Regions from separate parts of the Ovis aries genome. Here region 1 is linked to region 2. Evidence: chromatin contacts called from public Hi-C data. All regions are on one chromosome and are shown on one strand. Each heading gives the region's core, a stretch centred on a gene start, on an enhancer-like site or on the middle of the called end of the contact. The rest is flanking DNA. Distances are from core to core; before and after follow the strand shown.

Region 1 (7,576 bases), core at 4,234-6,733, 600 kb after region 2:
TTCTGGCACAGAGCTCCTAAAACTTAGAATTTGCTCACAACAAAAAGGATCAAGGTGTCTTTTGTTATGTTAATGAAGTGACTTCTGGAAAGCACCTAACAGTGCCTGCTGGTTGCTTGGAGACCCAACCTTGGAATTAGAGGGTGGGAACTTTCACTCCCATCCTGGATCTCTAGAAAGGCTGAGAGGAAGATGTAGAGGCTGAATCAATCACCAATAGTCAATGATTTATCAGTCATGCCTAGGCAATGAAACCTCCATAGAAGAGTCAAAAGGATGGGGTTCAGAGAGCTTCTGGGTTGGTGAACACGTGGGGGCGTGGGGAGAATGACAAGCACAGAGAGGGTGTAGAAGCTCCATGCCCTTCCCCATGCCTTGTCCTGTGCTTCTTTTCCATCTGGCTGTTCCCAAGTTATACCCTTTTCTTAAAAAGCTGACAGTCTAGTAAGTAAAATGGTTGAGTTCTATGAACTGCTCCAGCAAATTAATCAGACCCAAGGAGCAGGTCATCAGAACCTCTGATCCACTGTCCCAAATTTCAGGTGACAACTTGGACTTGAGGACTGGCTTCTGAAGTGCGGAGGTGGTGGGCAAGTCTTGCAGGACTTAGCCCTTCACCTGTGTGACCTGATGCTAAACCAGGGAGACAGTGTCAGAATGGAGGTACTTGGATGCACAGGAGACCTCCCTATACCTTCACACATATACACACACATCAGAATTGGATGCAGAACCCCTTTAGATACTCAGATGATTGAAGGTGGCCACCTTGCTTTTCTGAGGGATGGATGAAGTGACAAAGGAGGAAGAAGGAAAGGGACTAATATCTATTGACTAGCTAATACAGTGCTTTCCAATTTGGGGTTACAATTCTGAGTAAGAAATATTTTACTTTTTAAAAATATATATATTATTTTATTGTTATTTAAAATATTTTTAAAAATTAAACAAATTCTAATAGAACTATCATGGCATCTGGTCCCATCACTCCATGGGAAATAGACTGAGAAACAGTGGAAACAGTGTCAGACTTTATTTTTGGGGGGCTCCAAAATCACTGCAGATGGTGATTGCAGCCATGAAATTAAAAGAGGCTTATTCCTTGGAAGAAAAGTTATGACCAATCTAGATAGCATATTCGAAAGCAGAGACATTACTTTGCCAACAAAGGTCCGTCTAGTCAAGGCTATGGTTTTCCAGTAGTCATGTATGGATGTGAGAGTTGGACTGTGAAGAAGGCTGAGCAACGAAGAATTGATGCTTTTACACTGTGGTGTTGGAGAAGACTCTTGAGAGTCCCTTGGACTGCAGGGAGATCCAACAAGTCCATTCTGAAGGAGATCAACCCTGGGATTCCTTTGGAAGGAATGATGCTAAAGCTGAAGCTCCAGTACTTAGGCCACCTCATGCGAAGAGTTGACTCACTGGAAAAGACTCTGGTGCTGGGAGGGGTTGAGGGCAGGAGGAGAAGGGGATGACAGAGGATGAGATGGCTAGATGGCACCACCGACTCGATGGATGCGAGTCTGAGTGAACTCTGGGAGTTGGTGATGGACAGGGAGGCCTGGTGTGCTGCGATTCATGGGGTCGCAAAGAGTCAGACACAACTGAGCGACTGAACTGAACTGAACTGAATAGAACTATTAAAAAAATTCCTGCATTCTAAATCAAAAGCAAATGTATCAGTGCATATATGCACAATACTTACTGTCTTATTTATCAATAAATATAAGAGGAACTGAAAAAAAGAGAAATATGTTTCACATTGTACTTCATGTGTATGATAGATACAACTGAAACAAAAATTTAGTGAAAAAGCTTACTATGTTTGATAAAGAAAAATAAAAAGAAAGATTAATATCAAGTATGACTTTGAAAAGATTTAAGTTCAAGTCCCCAATAAATCATTTAGAATCATGACTTACTGAATTGATTGTCCTTCCCTCTAATGGGTGGCAACTCAGATTTCCAAACCACTGCATAAACATGTACCAGATGCTAGATGCCAGGCACGACTCATTTAACACCTACAAAACGTTTTTGAGGAAGATATTAATAGATTCATTTTGCCAATGAGAAAACTGAAACCTCAGTCAGTGTAAGTGACTTGGAAAAATTCTTTGCCTAATAAAAGACCATCATGAGAAATGCTGGGCTGGAAGAAGCACAAGTTGGAATCAAGATTGTTAGGAGAAATATCAATCACCTCAGATATGCAGATGAAACCACCCTTATGGCAGAAAGTGAAGAGGAACTAAAAAGCCTCTTTATGAAAGTGAAAGAGGAGAGTAAAAAAGTTGGCTTAAAGCTCAACATTCAGAAAACAAAGATCATAGCATCTGGTCCCATCACTTCATGGGAAATAGATGGGGAAACAGTGGAAACCGTCAGACTTTATTTTGGGGGGCTCCCAAATCACTGCAGATGGTGACTGCAGCCATGAAATTAAAAAGACACTTACTCCTTGGAAGAAAAGTTATGACCAACTTAGATAGCATATTGAAAAACAGACATTACTTTGCCAACAAAGGTCCGTCTAGTCAGGGCTATGGTTTTCCAGTGGTCATGTATGGATGTGAGAGTTGGACTGTGAAGAAGGCTGAGTGCCGAAGAATTGATGCTTTTGAACTGTGGTGTTGGAGAAGAGTCTTGAGAGTCCCTTGGACTGCAAGGAGATCCAACCAGTCCACTCTGAAGGAGATCAGCCCTGGGATTTCTTTGGAGGGAATAATGCTGAAGCTGAAACTCCAATACTTTGGCCACCTCATGAGAAGAGTTGACTCTTTAGGAAAGACTCTGATGCTGGGAGGGAATGGGGGCAGGAGGAGAAGGGGACGACAGAGGATGAGATGGCTGGGTAGCATCACTGACGTGATGGATGTGAGTCTGAGTGAACTCTGGGGGTTGGTGATGGACAGGGAGGCATGGTGTGCTGTGATTCATGGGGTCACAAAGAGTCGGACACGACTGAGCAACTGAACTGAACTGAACTGAATAAAAGACCATTCTTGTTCCACTCTCTTGCTTTGCTGGCAGGAGTGGACACCTGCCCTGCTGGGGGTGGCAGGAGCTCCCTGGCCCTGAGTCTGCACCAGGTCTCTGCTGGCAGTAGTCACTTTTCCGTGTCTGGACCCAAGAATGCTGTGCAGTCTTTGAATATCAACCTCTCCAAGTCTCAGCTAGGAGCATCACTGATGGATAATCCTTGATCACTGCTGATCCAATGATTTGGCCAGAGTTTCTTCAGTAGCTTCTTTGGTTTGGTTTGGTTTTGGTTTTGCTTCACTTGCTAAAGGGTAAGGTCCAAAGCACTGCAGGTTGTTCCTATTGCTTCAAATGGAATAGTCCTAGATTCAAGACTGGGTGAGCCTTAGTCCTTCATTTCTCTGCAGAATCTACTTTTCCTGGAGTCTGGTAGGAACAGGCTCTGACCTAAGGCACTGAATCTTGCTCCTGACAGAGTGTGTAAAATATACCTACTCTCAGGGGCTCTTTGCCTGGAATTTCCACTTTTCAATCTGAAACCAAATTTAAGGAGTGAAGTCAAAATTATATCAGAGTCCTTTCTTTTCTTTTTCTATTCCCTCCAGAAATATCCATCCGGATTCCAGCTGCTGCTAGTCCAGGGACCCCACTTGAAGAACCGTAGATGTAGTTAATGTTCCCCATATGAAGCATCCCCAGACTGATCTGAAGTCTTTCTGGGGCTCTCTGCACTCCAGGGGAAGGGGCTCTGTATAGAAAGATCACTGTGGTCAAGGTTAGCCTGCACTGAAATGTGTTTGAAGTTGCTATCTAATACCTCTATCCTTTGCCGAAGGCTGTTTCACTCCCAGGAGCTGGATGCTGGTGATTGGCAGGTCCCCAGAGTGTACCCACAAACCTGCTGATGTCCATCCCATCTGTCAGAGCATATGCTCTGAAACGCACAGGCCTCCCACCAGGAGCTCATTATTTACAAATCACTAAGCCAGCAGCCGGGAATGTCTTCTCTTGGCTGTCGCTCGCTCTGTGGCCAATACAAGCTTAACAGGTGCTACAAGCACCCCAGAGGTCCTTCTCTTCCACCTCAAGCCACTACCTGTGGGTGTGCACAGAGATGTCTGTGCACAAAGGCTCTCCTGGTCTTAGTCAATGCCTGGGAAATTTTGCACTTATACCTGTTTTTATGGTAATTATTAGTTACAGTGAGGACTACTCCCCAGGCAAGGTCAGTGCTCTCTTTTAGTGTCAAACACTGAACCAAAGTACCTTCAAATCAAGCCCAATCTGCCCGTGTCTTCTGAGTACATTTGGATACATGCAGCTCCCCCTGTGCTCTGTGATACCAGAAGCCCAGGGCTCTGAACTCTTGCTGATCCAGAGGGCATTCAGGAGCATCCCTGGAGAGTGCTGGTGAGCACTCAGCAGCTGTGGGTTTGGGGAACATCTTGGCCATCTTTGCTTTGATGGGTTTGCTGGAACTAAGTGACATGAACACTATTATTGCTAACGCACTACTACTATTTGAACAGGCAGAAAAAAATAACAGGAAGAAAGGACACAGGTTTTTTATGTTTAATAGTCTAACAATGTTGTCCTGATCTATCTGAGAAAGAGCACAGATCATTTGTAGGGGGCCCTGTGTGCCTTTGGACTGACACAAACATGTGTGTGCACATACACACACAGAGCAAGACATCTCAGAGCTACTGAAAACCCTATCTCACTTTATATATCTCACTATATATCAATCTTTACTCCTAAATCCTACAGGCACAGTGCCTTTCTGACAATAACTTTCCTCTGAACAAGTGGAGAAAATAGACCTGACTTTGCTCAGTAGTTTTCTCCTTCAAGAGTCACTTTGAAGGAGACGCAGATCTCTGCAGTCAACACTACCTGCTGCTTTTGCAGAATGTCTGACTCTAGCACTCTCTTTGAGCTTAGAGCTGTGGCAGGCCTGCCTCTCTGTCTGGCTCCTGATCAGGGCAGAGAAGTGGAGTGAGGGCAGGGTCTGTAGACAGGTGTGTGTCTTAAAAAGAACCAGCATGCTGACCTGAATATGGGCAGTCTCAGGGCAGGGGAGGGGATGAAATGTCAGGAGCAGCTTTCCTGGGAGACCAAGCTCCTTTTCCACTAAAATCAATATCTAGAGTCTCGTAAGAATTCTTCAGTGCCTGTAGATGTGTCCAAACTGGAAGATCTCACCTACAAACTGAGCCTGGGGAAAAGGAAACTGGCTATGTAGAGACTATGAACGTCACACAAATAATTAAGGATGAAGGTCGTGTTCCCTGGGAGCAGCATGGGGCAGGTCAGAGCCATGGTGGGGCCCCTATTTCAGCTTTGGCTCTAGTCCTGGCTGGGGAGTGAAGAAAGCTGCATCCACAGGGCTGAGAAGCTGGCATCTTTCACAATGGAAGGAACACTGGCATCATAAGGCCTGTTCCAAGGTAAAAGGGCAATGTGTGGGTACAGTTGCCCTGGCCCAGAATGTGGGTGAGTGAGCAGGGCGCTCGTCTCCCAGGCACCCAAATAAACAAAGGCAGCAAGACGGATGCTGAGGCCACCCTGGGGCAAGTTCCTCTGTGTTCTCGTGTTCCTGTTGGAGTGCACTTCAGAGATGACACCTGGTTCTGCCAGAGCTGCAATCCCAGGGCTCCAGCCCCACCAGCCCACAGGATGGCCACACGGGGGCTGGCACGGCTGGGAGCCTTCACATTTGCTCTGTATTTCACCTAGTCCTCAATTATGCAATCAACAGAAAGACCCAGGGCTTATGGAGTGCAGGCCCAGCTCCTAGGTAGCTCATGAAGGGCAAGGACAAGAGCCAGGAGTCAGTCAGGGTGAGGCATCTAAGCTGAAGTTCTGAGACGTCCGATCACCATCCACATGGAAACGGTGTTTATTGATATTGGATCCAGAAACTGTATTTGTGGCTTTAGTTTATATAGTTTTCCTGGACATACTGTCCCGTTTAATCTCCTGAGTTGGTAATGATAGGGGAGGCAACGTGCCTCACTTTACAGATGAGGAAACTTGGGCTTAGAGAGACTGGTAAGCAGTAGGTCTGATCTTTTGGGGAAGGCACCAGACCCTCTCACTAGAGAGCTGTGTGCATCCATATCCTTCCTTTGTTTCCAGGCTTTTGTGTCTGCAAACATATTTTAATCATGAAGAATTAAATATCAATTTCCCCTCCCCTCATCTTCTTATCACATGCCCCAGGCAGAGAAGATAGGGCCAGAGTTCTCCTCATCACTTCAGAGGAAGGTCAGTGAAGTCATGATAACCTTGGCTACTAGTAGGGAGGGTGTCCAGGCTGACAGCTGTGCAAAGAGACTGGAAAGAACGAGGCACTTTCACCCACCACACCTGAGGTGGGCTGCAGTGAGTGTGTGGTCCCCTCCCTTACTCGGTCAGCAGGAATCTGTACAAATAGATTCAAAAGGCAAAACACAGTGCCCCTTGGCCAGGATGGATGGCAAAGGCAAAGGAACCCAGTGGAGCAAAACAGACAATGGGGGAAAGTTCCTACAGAAAGAAGATGCGGTTCCAGGAGGCACCTGCCCACAGCCATGACCCAGTGGCAGCGCTCGAGCCCAGGACTGGAGTGGGGTCTCCGGGTGCGCAGCTGTCTCCCTGCTGCTTGGTCCTGGCCAGCAGGTGAGCGGGACTGTCTCTGTGATTATCCCTCCTCCTCTGTGAGCAGCACAGAATATAGCCCATCTTCCTCACAAGAGTCTTCTTTGGAGAGGCATCTCTGGGGCAGCTGGCCATCTAAAGCAGTTGTGCTCCACGCACACGCAGATATACACACACACACACGCACACACACACATATACTTCACATACATATATACATACACACACACTTCACACACACGTATATACTTCACATACACATATACACACACATCACACACACATATATACTTCACATACACATACATACATATACACATACACACACACATACCTCACACACGCATAGCTCACATAAACACAGATGCATACATAACTCAATACATATATACACAACACACACACATACTTCATATACAACACACATTTACACACATACACACCTAACATAAACATATATGTCACATAGACTTATACACACATTCACACACACATATGTGCACACACACACCTCACACACACACACATACCTCACATATACATATACACCCATACACATACATAACTCACATACATATATAACAATATACACATACATATACATGCACACATACATGCTTCACATACACACACATCACACACACATTCACACACATACATAACTCACACAGACACACACCTCACATGCACATATACACACATATCTCATATACACACATACTTACCTATATACATGCATACACACATACATATACATACCTCACATACACATATACAGATAGAAAATACACACAAGCCCCACACACACTGCACAGACACGTACACTTACATGCATAAATACCCACACACTAGACACACACACACACACATACACACACATCACACATACATACCTCACATATACAGGTACGCACATACAGACAAAAATATACATATCAAAGAGACACAC
Region 2 (7,702 bases), core at 4,934-7,433:
CTTCAGCATCAGTCCTTCCAATGAATATTCAGGACTGATTTTCTTTAGGATGGACTGGTTGGATCTCCTAGCAGCAGCCCAAGGGACTCTCAAGAGTCTTGTCCGACATCACAGTCCAAAAACATTGATTCTTTGGCGCTCAGCTTTCTTTATAGTCCAACTCTCACATCCATACATGACTACTGGAAAAACCATAGCTTTGACTAGATGGACCTTTGCTGGCAAAGTAATGTTTCTGCTTTTTAATATGCTGTCTAGGTTGGTCATAACTTTTCCTCCAAGAAGCAAGCCTCTTTTAATTTCATGGCTGTAGTCACCATCTGCAGTGATCTTGGAGCCCCCAAAATTAAAGTCTGCCACTGTTTCTACTGTTTCCCCATCTATTTGCCATGAAGTGATGGGACCAGATGCCACGATATTGGTTTTCTGAAAGTTGAGTTTTAAGCCAACTTTTTCACTCTCTTCTTTTACTTTCATCAAGAGGCTCTTTAGTTCCTCTTCACTTTCTGCCATAAGGGTGGTGTCATCTGCATGAATGTTATTGATATTTGGAAAACTCAGCAGTGAGGTTATTGATGATATTTCTCCCAGCAATCTTGATTCCAGCTTGTGCTTCCTCCAGCCCAGCGTTTCTCATGATGTACTCTGCATATAAGTTAAGTAAGCAGTGTGACAATATACAGCCTTGACGTACTCCTTTCCCGATTTGGAACCAGTCTGTTGTTCCATGTCCAGTTCTAACTGTTGCTTTCTGACCTGCATACAGGTTTCTCAAGAGGCAGGTCAGGTGGTCTGGTATTCCCATCTCTTGAAGAATTTTCCACAGTTTATTGGGATCCACACAGTCAAAGACTTTAGCATAGTCAATAAAGCAGAAGTAGATGTTTTCCTGGAACTCTCTTGCTTTTTTGATGATCCAAAGGAAGTTGGTAATTTGATCTCTGGTTCCTGTGCCTTTTCTAAATATAGCTTGGACATCTGGAAGTTCAGGGTTCACTGTTGAAGCCTGGCTTGGGGAATTTTGAGCGTTACCTTAGTATGAGAGCAATGAGTGCATTGTGTGGTAGTTTGAGCATTCTTTGGCATTGCCTATCTTTGGGACTGGAATGAAAACTGAGTTTTTCCAGTCCTGTGGCCACTGCTGAGTTTTCCAAATTTGCTGGCATATTGAGTGTAGCACTTTCACAGCATCATCTTTTAGGATTTGAAGTAGCTCCACTGGAATTCCATCACATCCACTAGCTTTTTTCATAGTGATGCTTCCTAAGGCCCACTTGACTTCACATTCCAGGATGTCTGGCTCTAGATGAATGATCACACCATTGTGATTATTTGGGTGGTGAAGATCTTTTTGTATAGTTCTTCTGTGTATTCTTGCCACCTCTTCTTTTTTTTAAAATTATTTATTTATTTTACTTTTCAATACTGCATTGGTTTTGCCATACTTCATCATGAATCCGACACGGGTATACACGTGTTCCCAATCCTGAACCCCCCTCCCATCTCCCTCCCCATACCATCCCTCTGGGTCATCCCAGTGCACCAGCCCCTAGTATCCTGTATCCTGCATCGAACCTAGACTGGTGATTCATTTCTTATATGATATTATTCATGTTTCAATGCCATTCTCCCAAATCATCCCACCCTCTCCCTCTCTGACAGTGTCCAAAAGACTGTTCAATACATCTGTGTCTCTTTTGCTGTCTCACATACAGGGTTATTGTTACCATTTTTCTAAATTCCATATATATGCGTTAGTGTACAATATTGGTGTTTTTCTTTCTGGCTTACCTCACTCTGTATAATAGGCTCCAGTTTCATCCACCTCATTAGAACTGATTCAAATGTATTGTTTTTAACGGCTGAGTAATACTCCATTGTGTATATGTACCACAGCTTTCTTATCCATTCATCTGCTGATGGACATCTAGGTTGCTTCCATGTCCTGGCTATTATAAACAGTGCTGCGATGAACATTGGGGTACACGTGTCTCTTTCAATTCTGGTTTCCTCAGTGTGTATGCCCAGCAGTGGGATTGCTGGGTCATAAGGCAGATCAATCAATGTAATACACCACATTGACAAATTGAAAAATAAAAGCCATATGATTATCTCAGTAGATGTAGAGAAAGTCTTTGCCAAAATTCAACATCCATTTATGATAAAAACTCTCCAGAAAGCAGGAATAGAAGGAACATGCCACCTCTTCTTAATATCTTTTGCTTCTGTTAGGTCCATACCATTTTTGTCCTTTATTGTGCCCATCTTTGCATTGAAATGTTCCCTTGGTATCTTTAATTTTCTTAAAGAGATCTCTAGTGTTTCCCATTCTATTGTTTTCCTCTATTTCTTTGCACTGATCACTGAGGAAGGCTTTCTTACCTCTCCTTGCTATTCTTTGGAACTCTGCATTCAAATGGGTATATCTTTCCTTTTCTCCTTTGCCTTTAGCTTCTCTTCTTTTCTCAGCTATTTGTAAGGCCTCCTCCAGTTTGCCTTTTTGCATTTCATTTTCTTGGGGATGGTCTTGATACCTGCCTCCTATATAATGTCACGAACCTCTGTCCATAGTTCTTCAGGCACTCTGTCTGTCAGATCTAATCTCTTGAATCTATTTGTCACTTCCACTGTATAATCATAAGGGATTTGATTTAGGTCATACCTGAATGGTCTAGTGGTTTTCCCTACTTTCTTCAATTTAAGTCTGAATTTGGCCATAAGGAGTTCATGAAGTGTTAATAAAAACATCGAAGTGCTTCCAAAAGGTTTGTAAAACAGAACATCTCTGAGGGTGTCCCTTTAGTAATGTCACCATCGCCGTCATGGTTAAGGTTCACAGGAACATTAGGGGGTATAATCACAGGGAGCTTGGTTGACATCACAGTCTCCTAGGAATGGGGGCTGCAGCAGGCTGACACATGGGTTGAATTCAGTTTGGGGGCACAGTGGCAACAGAATGGGACAGGTGGGCTTTAGTCAACCATCTTCTATCTCAGGGTGGGCCAGAAGAGCATCTGAAGTTTCCGGTATTGGGGTGTTGGCTTTGCCCACCCCTCTCCTGTAGTATGACCGGCAAACTGGATATGGGCTATCCCAGAGCCAGTAGCTTCTGCGTTTGTCTAACTTGTAAGAATGGGGAGGGAGTGTCTGGTGAAGGGCCAACTTAGACTCCAGACAATATGTTTCTTTCCTAATTGAGGATGAAGCCTTTTGGGCCATGTGGACTGACCTAATAAACCCATGTGAAGTCATATCCAACGTCAGAAAGGCGATTTTCCTGAAATTCAATACCTTAAAAATATGAGTGAAGTAGATAGCCCCAGGGAGGTGTCAATCAGGCCTCTTCTTAGGGCTGGCTCAGCACCAACTGGAAATGCTGTCTCCTGTCCCCCCTCCCCTCCTCTGGGGTCCGGGTGTGAGGCCTGGTGTGTAGGGAGATTTCCAGTGTTTAAAATGGGGAGGGGGAAATAAACTCTAAGATGTCAAATAAGTCTCATTTTTGCAATGATACATTTTCTGGGGACCTGAAACTAGTACATTAAAAAATATTTGATACTTTTAAAAGCAATATCTATGTTTCAATCACTTAAAAATAAATATATCTTATCCAATCAAGGCACACCATCATTTTGTTTACCACTAACGAAGAAAGAAGGGGCTTCCCCGGCGGCTCAGTGATAAAACAATCCACCTGACAATACAGGAGACGCAGGAGATACAGGTTCGATCCCTGAGTCAGGCAGATCCCCTGGAGGAGGAAATGGCAACCCACTCCAGTATTCTTGCCTGAGAAAATTCCATGGGCAGAGGAGCCTGGTGGGCTACAGTCAGTTCATAGGGTCACAAAGAGTTGTACACATCTGAGCAACTGAGCATGCAGTGGGCAGTAAAGAAAGAAAGGAAATGGCAGCAAAGGAAAGCCACAGGATGCCAGCAATGGGGAGGGAGCAATTAGAAAACAATATAATGGCTACCGGGGGTGGGGGCGTGTGAGGGGGAGGGATAGGTTGGGAGGCTAGGATTGACCTATACGTGCTACTACATAAAACAGATGACTAATAAGAACTTTTTGCGTAGAACAGAGAACTCTACTTAATACTCTGCTATGACCTACATGGGAAAAGAGTCTAAAAAAGAGTGGATGTGTGGTGTATATGTATAACTGATTCACTGTTGTGTACACCTGTAACGCTGAAGATCAACTGCCCTTCAGTGGGGGGGCGGGGGGCGGGGGGCGGGGAAGACACCTCGGATTTCAGCGATGTTAGGTGAGCAAACACTCAATTGGCATCTGGGAAGTGTTCCGCTCTCTCAGCTGTCCTCTGCCAGCTGGCCACCGGGGGGCGCAAGAAGCCAGTGCACTCCGTTGTCTTCCTTATTTCCTGTCTTGCCGCAGAGTCGGGACTCCCAGCACACCCAACAGCCCCTGCACCCGCTATAGCTGTCCTGCCCAGTCTCAAAAACCTCACCTAGTAAGGGTTAAGGCTGGGTGGCGGAGACAGAATGCACCTCAGTGCACATAGAGAGATGCAGGCACCAAAAATTATAAGCTCAGTGAGCAAACTTTCTGGAAGTGTCAACTTCCCTGGTGGCTCAGATAGTAAAGAATCTGCCTGCAATGCGGGAGACCCAGGTTCCATCCCTGGGTCGGGAAGATCCCCTGGAGGAGGGCATGACAACCCACTCTGGTATCCTTGCCTGGAGAATCCCATGGAGAGAGGAGTCTGGCTGTAGAGTCCATGGGGTTGCAAAGAGTCGGACACCACTGAGTAACTAACATTCATTACACAGGTCCAAAATGGCCCCGGCCAAGCAATGTCTATTAAACGCTCTCAAGCTCTCATTTAGTATTATTTCTCTATTCCTGGAAAACAAGCTTTTAATACATGCATACTTAGGTCAAAATTTTTCAAAATAGCTTGCCAAATATAGGCTTTTCTTCCGTCAGTACTGGATTGGAGTCTCCTTTTGTCTTCATCTGGGTTTTGCAGTTTTTGACTTCCATTAATATGTAGCTTAGATGGGGCTCAGCTGACTCTACCTGGGCCCCTCCTTGATCAGAGGGCCAAAGGCCAAGTCCCCACAGTATGTCAATGGAAGTGCGGGGGAGAGGTGCTCAGGAACTTTCCCGTCGGCCTGTAGATGGCGCCCCGGGAAAGGGATTCCAAGCGTAGTTCCCAAAGTTCTTGGGGTCCCCACCCGGCTGCGAAGAAGGTGCAGCAGCCAGGTGTTCCTTCCAACTTCCACGGCTGCTCCGCACGTGCGCTAGAACCTTTTGGGGCGGAATTTCATGCAAACGTGTGGTGGGTGCAGCGGGGCCGGTGCAGGGGGCGCGCATTGAGGAGCGCAGGAGCCCCACGCGGCCGCGACCCACCACGCGCCGAGCAGCCCGGTGACCCCCACGCGCGGCGGGGCTCTCCCACCCCACCCAGCGGCAGGTGGACAGTGTCGCTATGAAGAGAAAGCTTCAATTGTCCCTCCTACAAACCGCCACACGCCAGACCTCTGCTATTGTGCACCCGGCATAGAAATGCAAACGAGCCGCGTGTTCCGGCCGCAATCTGCTTGCGCGCCCTGGCGCCCCGCAGCGCTTAGTAGCGGGCCGGGAGATTGGCTAGACTTTGCAGCGCGACCGGGTCCGGGTCTTGATTGTGCTAGAAGAACCTCGCGCTCGGGGCTCTGGTGTCAGCTGGAGAGGGCTGCTTTCAGGCCTTTAGCTAGCTTAGCCAGCGCAGCCTGTTTTTTAAGTTCCGGTTTAGAAGAAATGGTTTCAGAAACTCCAAATTAAAAGTGAAGAAAAAAATAGAAAAGGTAGCAAGAAAAATAAATGCAAAAAAAATATTCATTAGATTTCCCCAAAGGTGCATTTCACAAATTGCAGCGTACTGTTAACAAGTGAGGGTTTTTTCCCCCCGTAACTTTTTCCTTTTAAGGACTTAAAAAAAAAAGGCGAGATGAAATCTGCAGGCTCCAGTCTGCCTGGTAACACCCCGACAAAAGCGGCAGATTTGAGGCATTGTCATCCCCCGCACCCCTCCCCACGTGGCCTTCTGGCACGAGCCGCGGGCAGCCGCCTCATTTGCATCAGAAAGCGGGCGCGGGCCAATGGGCTCGCAGGCTCGCGCCAGCTGGCGGCGCCACCCGGCTCAGCCTATATAAGGGCGCAAGGCGGCGCTCCGGCTTACTCGCCGGCAGCGGGCTCACCAGGCTTGCTCGCAGACTTTCCTTCTTCGCTCGCGTCTGCTCCGCCCTCTGTTCTTGTGGATAACTTGCTGCTCGCAGATCGCAATATGACTCTGGAAGAAGTTCGTGGCCAGGACACGGTTCCAGAAAGCACAGCCAGGTAGGTCGGCGCCTAACTCCGGACGTCTCGGGGCGCGCGGGGACCCTCGTCCTGCCCTGGCCGCGCTGGTTGGGCGATAGTCTTTGGGGCCCGCCTGGGTGGAAACCGGCTGGGTTGGGAACCCGCTGGGTGGAAGCCGGGCGCGAGTGTGCCGGCTGGGCCGAAGGTGCGGCCGCCTGGGCTGGCGCGCCGGGCTGGGGCGCTGGGGGTGCGTCTCCGGGTCCAGGGATCTCAGGGCACCCTCCGGCTCACCGTGCTGGCTTGTCCACAGGATGCAGGGCGCCGGGAAAGCGTTGCACGAGCTGCTGTTGTCTGCGCAGCGCCAAGGCTGCCTCACGGCCGGCGTCTACGAGTCAGCCAAAGTCCTGAACGTGTGAGTATCAAACGCGGCCCGTGGGAGGAGCGGCAGGGAGACCGGGGAGACAGTGGCTGGGGGCGCCCCTGGCTCCTCGACCTGATCTCACCACCTCTTGCTCGCCCGCGTAGGGACCCCGACAATGTGACCTTCTGCGTGCTTGCCGCTGACGAGGAGGACGAGGGCGATATCGCGCTGCAGATCCACTTCACTTTGATCCAAGCGTTCTGCTGTGAGAACGACATAGACATCGTGCGCGTGGGCGACGTGCAGCGGCTGGCGGCGATCGTGGGTACCGGTGACGAGTCGGGGGCACCTGGAGACCTGCACTGTATCCTCATTTCGGTGAGTGTCGCCTCCGTGCCGATGTGATCCCTGCCCCCTCGCTCTCCCGTCAGCAGCCAGTGCCCAGCCAGGCTGACCTCTGCGTTCTCTCTGCAGAACCCCAATGAGGACGCATGGAAGGACCCCGCCTTGGAGAAGCTTAGCCTGTTCTGCGAGGAGAGCCGCAGCGTCAACGACTGGGTGCCCAATATTACCCTTCCCGAGTGACAGCCCCGTGGGGATCCTTGGTTTGATCGACGTGGTGACGCCCCGGGGCGCCTAGCGCGGGGCTGGCTCTGTGGATGCGCCCTCGGAGGGCGCCGGAGTGCGGCGTGGAGACTGGCAGGCGGGGGCGCGTGGAGAGCGGCGAGGAGGTGCGGTTCCCTCCCGAGGAGGGGCCCGGCGGCGACAGGGGCAGGCTGGCCCCAACCCAGGACTCTACAAGTGTGGGGAGCGGCTGCTCGCCCAGGAAGGCCGGAGGCGGGACCTTGGCCGCGCGGCCGGGAAGGACAGACTGGCCGGGCAGGCGTGACTCAGCAGCCTGTACTCCCGGCAGAAAGGAGGGGAAAGGCAAGTCCAGGCGGCTTGGACTTGTACGGTTACAGGAGCTCTGACGGACTTGAGCAGTATGCACTGCTGTTTTCAAAACGGATACGGGCGATGCTTCATTTTCTAAAGGA

Evidence for each region. Hi-C and Micro-C count contacts between places; a contact is called where the count stands out from the background.
Region 1: a contact with region 2 is called in a Hi-C map of tail adipose tissue, with 13 times the contacts expected there. The contact joins the enhancer-like site here to the promoter of GADD45G in region 2. A contact is called at or near these places in 15 of 16 Hi-C or Micro-C datasets (blood, hypothalamus, liver and 7 more).

What each region holds. Positions count from the first base shown.
Region 1 is chr2:24,989,483-24,997,058 of ARS-UI_Ramb_v3.0, forward strand. No RefSeq gene overlaps it. Among named protein-coding and RNA genes, the nearest start is that of GADD45G, 600 kb to the left of the region's middle. Within about 2 kb of position 5,484, at least 6 of the 54 cell types and tissues checked have an H3K27ac peak or open chromatin away from gene starts, as enhancers often do. A contact at or near this core is called in tail adipose tissue, where this site is marked.
Region 2 is chr2:24,389,008-24,396,709 of ARS-UI_Ramb_v3.0, forward strand. GADD45G (growth arrest and DNA damage inducible gamma) reads left to right here and starts at 6,184. Exons shown (of 4, transcript XM_015093022.3): 1 at 6,184-6,343; 2 at 6,615-6,716; 3 at 6,830-7,043; 4 at 7,140-7,702. The coding sequence starts at 6,291. The coding sequence ends at 7,250.